Regions from separate parts of the Mus musculus genome. Here region 1 is linked to region 2. A link is a contact called in public HiChIP or PLAC-seq data. All regions are on one chromosome and are shown on one strand. Each heading gives the region's core, a stretch centred on a gene start, on an enhancer-like site or on the middle of the called end of the contact. The rest is flanking DNA. Distances are from core to core; before and after follow the strand shown.

Region 1 (2,700 bases), core at 178-2,677, 240 kb before region 2:
TGAGTTCAAATCCCAGCAACCACATGGTGGCTCACAACCACCCATAATGAGACCTGATGCCCTCTTCTGGTGCATCTGAAGACAGCTACAGTGTACTTATATATAATAATAAATAAATCTTAAAAAAAAAAAAAAAAGATGGGGTCAGAGAGTTGGTTCAGCAGTTAAGAGCACTGGCTGTTCTTCCAAACCAGGATTCTTGCCTCTCTTATCACGTGTACCCCAGATGTCAAGTTCTTTTAGAACAAATGTGGTGCAAAGTGCAAGGCTGTGAAATGCAACACACGTGTTACACTTATATTTGAACAAATGTGTATGTGCCGAGCTTATGTGGTGCAACCAATATAGAAATAACTTTTAAAAAAAGATTTATTATATCTAAGTACACTGTAGCTGTCTTCAGACACACCAGAAGAAGGCATCCAATCCCATTACAGATGGTTGTGAGTCACCATGTGGTTGCTGGGAATTGAACTCAGGACCTCCAGAAGAGCAGTCAGTGCTCTTAACTGCTGAGTCATCTCTCCAGCCCAAAATCATACTTTCAAAATCATACTTTTACTGCCTATGTGAGAAGATTTCCTGTAAACTAACATAGTTTTGCTTTTGGTTTTTGCTTTTGTGAGTCTGAATACATAGCAGATAGCCAGTCAGCATTTAGACCTATTTTACTGTTGAGTGAACCTTGGCACAGGGGAGGAACATCGTGAGATGAGGTCCGGTTAAATCATTTAGAGTGGAAATGCTCTATAACATTGCCGGTTCTCCTTCAGCCCACATGGCAGCCCTCAGGAAAGCGGAGAAACTGACTGCACTGTACTGTGTTGGGCTTGGCCGAGGATGCGCTAGCTTTCATTCGCCGCTGAAACCCGCAGAGTTGTCTTAGCTTCGTGCAAAGCTCAAGAACTGTACACCACCCTCGTGCATCCAGGAGGCCCTTGCTATATGCAGAATAAACAAATGCAAAGGCTCTGCTGTGAGACTTGCTGAGGGAGGCCACTAGAGGGAAACAAAGGCCCAGATTTGGACGATGTCCCCAGAGGGCCGGAACAAGGTGGTGGGCGGTGTACACTGCGCTCTCTAGCTTCTATTTATAACACATCCAGAATTAAATACAGCAGCGCCAGGAGGGTGCCTTCGTGAATACAAACGACTTCAGCGAGGCAGGGAGTGTCAACCAGAGCCTACGGATCTGCCTATTTTCTTGAACCTTAAGTCCCCGTCCTCCCTCCTCCCGACCCCCCCCCACCTCCTCCCCACCATCCTCCCCCCTCCCCCCAACTCCAAGATGCTACCAGATTTCTGGGATTTTTTTTTTTTTTGGTCATCTTAAGAAATAATTTTTACCATATGTTGAATCTACAGTTTGAGCTGGCAGGGCCCTCGGTAGTGTTTGTGGGAACTGCTTAGCATGTGCCTGCCATCTGGTGGGTGAGAGGGAATGGGCAGGTCCAGCCACCCTCTGGCTGCTAGCATAGGATTTCCTGGGCAACAGGGATCAACCTTAGGGCGAAGAAACCCTTACAGTCGGTATAACTTAGGAGGAGATCACAGCCTGGCCAAGCTAGTGAGTCGCAGGGGTTCAGGGAAGGGAAGAATTTTTGAAATTTTTGCTGCAGTATTTATCGATAGGAAGCGGGGTTTGGAAAGAGGCTTCTTGTGTATATGCAAAACGCCTTCCTGGAAGCCTTGGGCTTTCCCTAGTGGGGATTTCACGGGCAACTCAGACACTTAACAAGGTGCTAGTGGGAACCTCTCAGCCTTAGCGTTATCAACAGCCACTCCCCCACCCCCATCCCCCGGCCTGGGGTCAGCTGCCCTGGAAACCGCTCCCTCCGTGCTCCTCCATGGTAAGGTGGGACTAATTCTTCGTGTACTTGCTGCTTAAGATTAGCTTAAGATTTTGCGCTCTAAAACCTTGGGTCTCATTGGACTCCTTTGATCATTCCAGACTTTTTTTCAAAAAGACCAGGCAAGAAGGAGTTTTAACAAAAAACATATTCATATCCCCCGCCCCTCTCATAAGGGATAGTGGGCTGGGCCGTGACCAAAGAACAACCTCTAACCTCTCTTCTTCCTAAATAAGACTTTACTACTTTCCCAAAGCTCATTGAATGCCCAAGGCGGACAACTTGTCCCTAGTCACCCATGTTTGCTCTTCCTGAAAGGTTACCCCATGAGTACAGGCTCCCTACATGTTCCCAAGCTCCGAGTAATGAACTAAGGAAATGACCCCTGAATGTATAGTCAAAGCAGGCTCTAGGCAAGGCCGCAGCTCTTGGTGTAGGAGTTATCATCCAAGTAATTTACCAGCCTGTGTAGATCAGAGTTTACAAAGTTAGAGCATCCCATGGCAGGGATCGAAAGTCTGGTCTTTCACATTGTGCAGTATACAGTACAGTGCCCTCTAGTGGGCGACACAGATGTAGCCTCCCTTTCTTCCATTGAGTGAGAACATTTTTCAATGGTTAGGGGACATTTAGTATTCACTAACCTTGAGTGGGAGGAGTTTCCCCATATTTTGCTTTACCCAGAATGCTCCAGTAAGCCTCAGGAGAATGGATGCATCGGATATACGTAAGAAAGTAAGGTATTAGAAAGTAAAGTCATTCGGATATTTGCAAGCCTGAAGCAGGGAAAAAGCTGTGAATACTGTGACTTCAAAGTTAGCCTGGGCTACACTGACTTATCCTGTCTAAA
Region 2 (2,700 bases), core at 68-2,567:
TGGAAAGTAAACTGACTACAAAAGAGTTTGGGCAGGCTAAGGATAAAGTGGGTCATTTGTAAACTTGCTAAAAGAGTTCCAATAAAGGTGGAAGGAAAGGAAGGCAAGCAGGGCTGCTCAGGGCTTAGGAAGAGTTCAGGTAGAGAATGGAGTCGGTTAGCATCTGAAAGAGGGAGAGATGTAATGACAGCTGACGAGACTAGAGAATGAAAATGTTTCAACAGAGAGAATCGTGGCCAGGCGTGGGAGCACATACTTCAAATCCCAGCACTCGGGAGGCAGAGGTGGGCGGATCTCTGTAAGAATGAGGCTGCTCTATGTAGTGAGATGAGAGAGAGAGAGAGAGAGAGAGAGAGAGAGAGAGAGAGAGAGAGAGAGAGAGAGAGAGAGAGACACAGAGACAGAGAGAGAGAGAGAGAGAGAGAAGCGCTATGCAAACTCTACAGAGCTACTGAACAGAGTGAAATCAGAAATCAGAAGCACTGTGTAGAAGAATAATGAAGGACAGCCAGGATTTATGGCCTGTGTAGATGTATAGTAAGCATTTTGTATTTTTGACTTAATTTTTATTGAAAAAGTTATAAGAAATAATTACCTTTTTTATGAAAAAGGGGAACATTTTCAAGAGTGAGTCCTACTTTTAGGAGTGTGTGGAGGACCACCAGGAGAGAACTTCTCTCCCTTCTGTGATAAAGGGTTGCAACCTTCCAAGAGGAAAAGTGGGAAGGGAGTGGAGGATTCCAGAAGAATGGAAAGGCTCTGAAGAGTCAAAACCATAAGTCGATGTAGATTAAGAACAACCCTATATAGCATTCATGGTCAGGAGTAGGGACAACCCGACATAGCACTCACACCAGCAAGAGTAAGGACAACCCTACATAGCACTCACATGGGCAGGAGTAAGGAAAACCCTACATAGCACACACCGGCAGCAGCTGGAAGCTCTCTGCCATGACTCAGTCCTGTAGAGTCCAATCAGGAGTTATTTTGAAGAGTTTCTGAAATGTTGCAACCTTTCCTCCACCTTAGACTTTGGAAGGCCTAGCTAGTCAACAGGGTTCTTTCTTCAATGGACTGCACTATTTTAATTTCATGTCAGGCTGCTTTAGAATACATTTGTCCAGAGATCACAGTTCCTGGCTCTCATTTCATGAAATTTCAGGTTCACGAAGTAAATGTTCTAGGCCATTCCCCATACTTCCTCTTTAGCCAAACAATATAATGGCTTCCATTTTTGCCTTGCATACTCTGTAGTGTTGATTCACCACCCCGTAGTCATGTGCTTTCCGCAAGCTTTGACATCCAGAAGCCAGGCATATGACAGACCTGCTGAGCCAGACAAAACCTTTTCCTGTCACTTGGGAAACAGCAGCAGCGGGCAGGAGAATTGCCTGTCAGACCCATCTAGTACAGTTCTCTGTGGTTTGTCCGTCCTTACTGGGTCTCAAACCACCAGCGTGTCTTAGTATTTATAACCTTCTGCAGCTTGGTGCAGATGCAGGTCTATCCCACACCTTGGTGCAGATGCAGGTCTATCCCACAAGGCAACAGCAAAAGGAAACAGGTCTCTAGGTATCTGTGAACAGTTGACAGCATTCAAAATGAGCTTTATAAAATCAGCAGGGGAGGACAAAAGTCAGCTGTGTTTTGTTGGCCTGTTTATTTGTTCACAGAGCACCAAGCAAGGTTTCAGGATGCCCCTTCTGTGTCAGTCTGTCACCCTTTTGTACAGGTGGTTCTGATTTCCCTCCCTGCTATCAAAGGAGAAGACGAAATGTAATTACCCAGGCCTTCAATTTTCACGTCAAACACAATTACACAGAAAACAATCCGATAGAGTGTGTCTTTCCTAAGAGCCAGGACCTGTTTTGATGGTAAATTCTGGAGAGTAAATGCTAAAAGTTAAGATCTCAGTATGCCGCTGTGGGGTTCTCTTTGTGTACTCCTGGCTAGTTAGGATCCTTGAATCACTTCATGTGACCTTTTGCATGGGAGGAAAATGAGGCTCACGGAAGAGCCACTTAATGAAGTTCATAAGTCTGCTGGTGATAGGCGTGGGACAGGCTCCTCTCCCATCTCCCGACGTAGCATCTAGTGTTCCCAGCTCTCTTCTTCACCCTCCAGATGCTGGAGAAGGGTAATTTGAGGTGGTTCGGAATAGTGCTGCCATGTAGGTGGCAGTTGCTGGTTATCACAATATTCTTGTCCCCAGTTTGCCCAGTGGGCAGATTATGCTATGACTTTACATCCTGTACCCCTGGAATCTGAATCTTCCTTCTCCTCCGCTCATTATCCGGTGACTGTGTGCTTAAGGGAGAGCAATTTGAGCAAATGGACTTTGTTTTTTTAACATGATTCATTTCAAATGCTTGTAATACTAATAATAGATTAAAAATTAGTGTTTTGAGGAGCTGGGAAGATGGTTCGATGGGCACGTGTTTGGATCCCTAGCACCTCTGTACGATGTTGGGCATGGCAGCAACCCTCTGTCACCTCAGTGCTAGCAGGGCAGAGCAGGTGGATCACCAGAGCTTACTGTTCAGTCATTCTAGCCATCTCAGTGAGTTTCCATTTCAGTGAGAGATTCTGCCTCAAAAGTAAGTTGGGGAGTAATAGAGAAAGGCCCTCTAGATCAATCTTGGCCTTCATAGGCATTTACACACACATGTATGTGTGCATGCACACATGCCCCATAGATAA

The links. HiChIP or PLAC-seq counts read pairs in DNA pulled down with a chosen protein or histone mark.
Region 1: a contact with region 2 is called in an H3K4me3 HiChIP or PLAC-seq map of bone marrow-derived macrophages, with 3 times the contacts expected there. The contact joins two enhancer-like sites. A contact is called at or near these places in 1 of 39 promoter capture datasets (hippocampal neurons), 6 of 484 Hi-C or Micro-C datasets (the C10 cell line, cerebellar granule neurons, cerebellum and 2 more) and 1 of 115 datasets of contacts at active chromatin or transcription factors (bone marrow-derived macrophages).

The regions. Positions count from the first base shown.
Region 1 is chr9:40,756,243-40,758,942 of GRCm38.p6, reverse strand. The region is part of intron 1 of Clmp (CXADR-like membrane protein); the gene reads right to left. Among named protein-coding and RNA genes, the nearest start is that of Hspa8, 44 kb to the left of the region's middle. Within about 2 kb of position 1,427, at least 182 of the 459 cell types and tissues checked have an H3K27ac peak or open chromatin away from gene starts, as enhancers often do. A contact at or near this core is called in bone marrow-derived macrophages, where this site is marked.
Region 2 is chr9:40,519,913-40,522,612 of GRCm38.p6, reverse strand. It overlaps a transcript of Gramd1b not described here. Among named protein-coding and RNA genes, the nearest start is that of Gm35177, 26 kb to the left of the region's middle. Within about 2 kb of position 1,317, at least 11 of the 459 cell types and tissues checked have an H3K27ac peak or open chromatin away from gene starts, as enhancers often do. A contact at or near this core is called in bone marrow-derived macrophages, where this site is marked.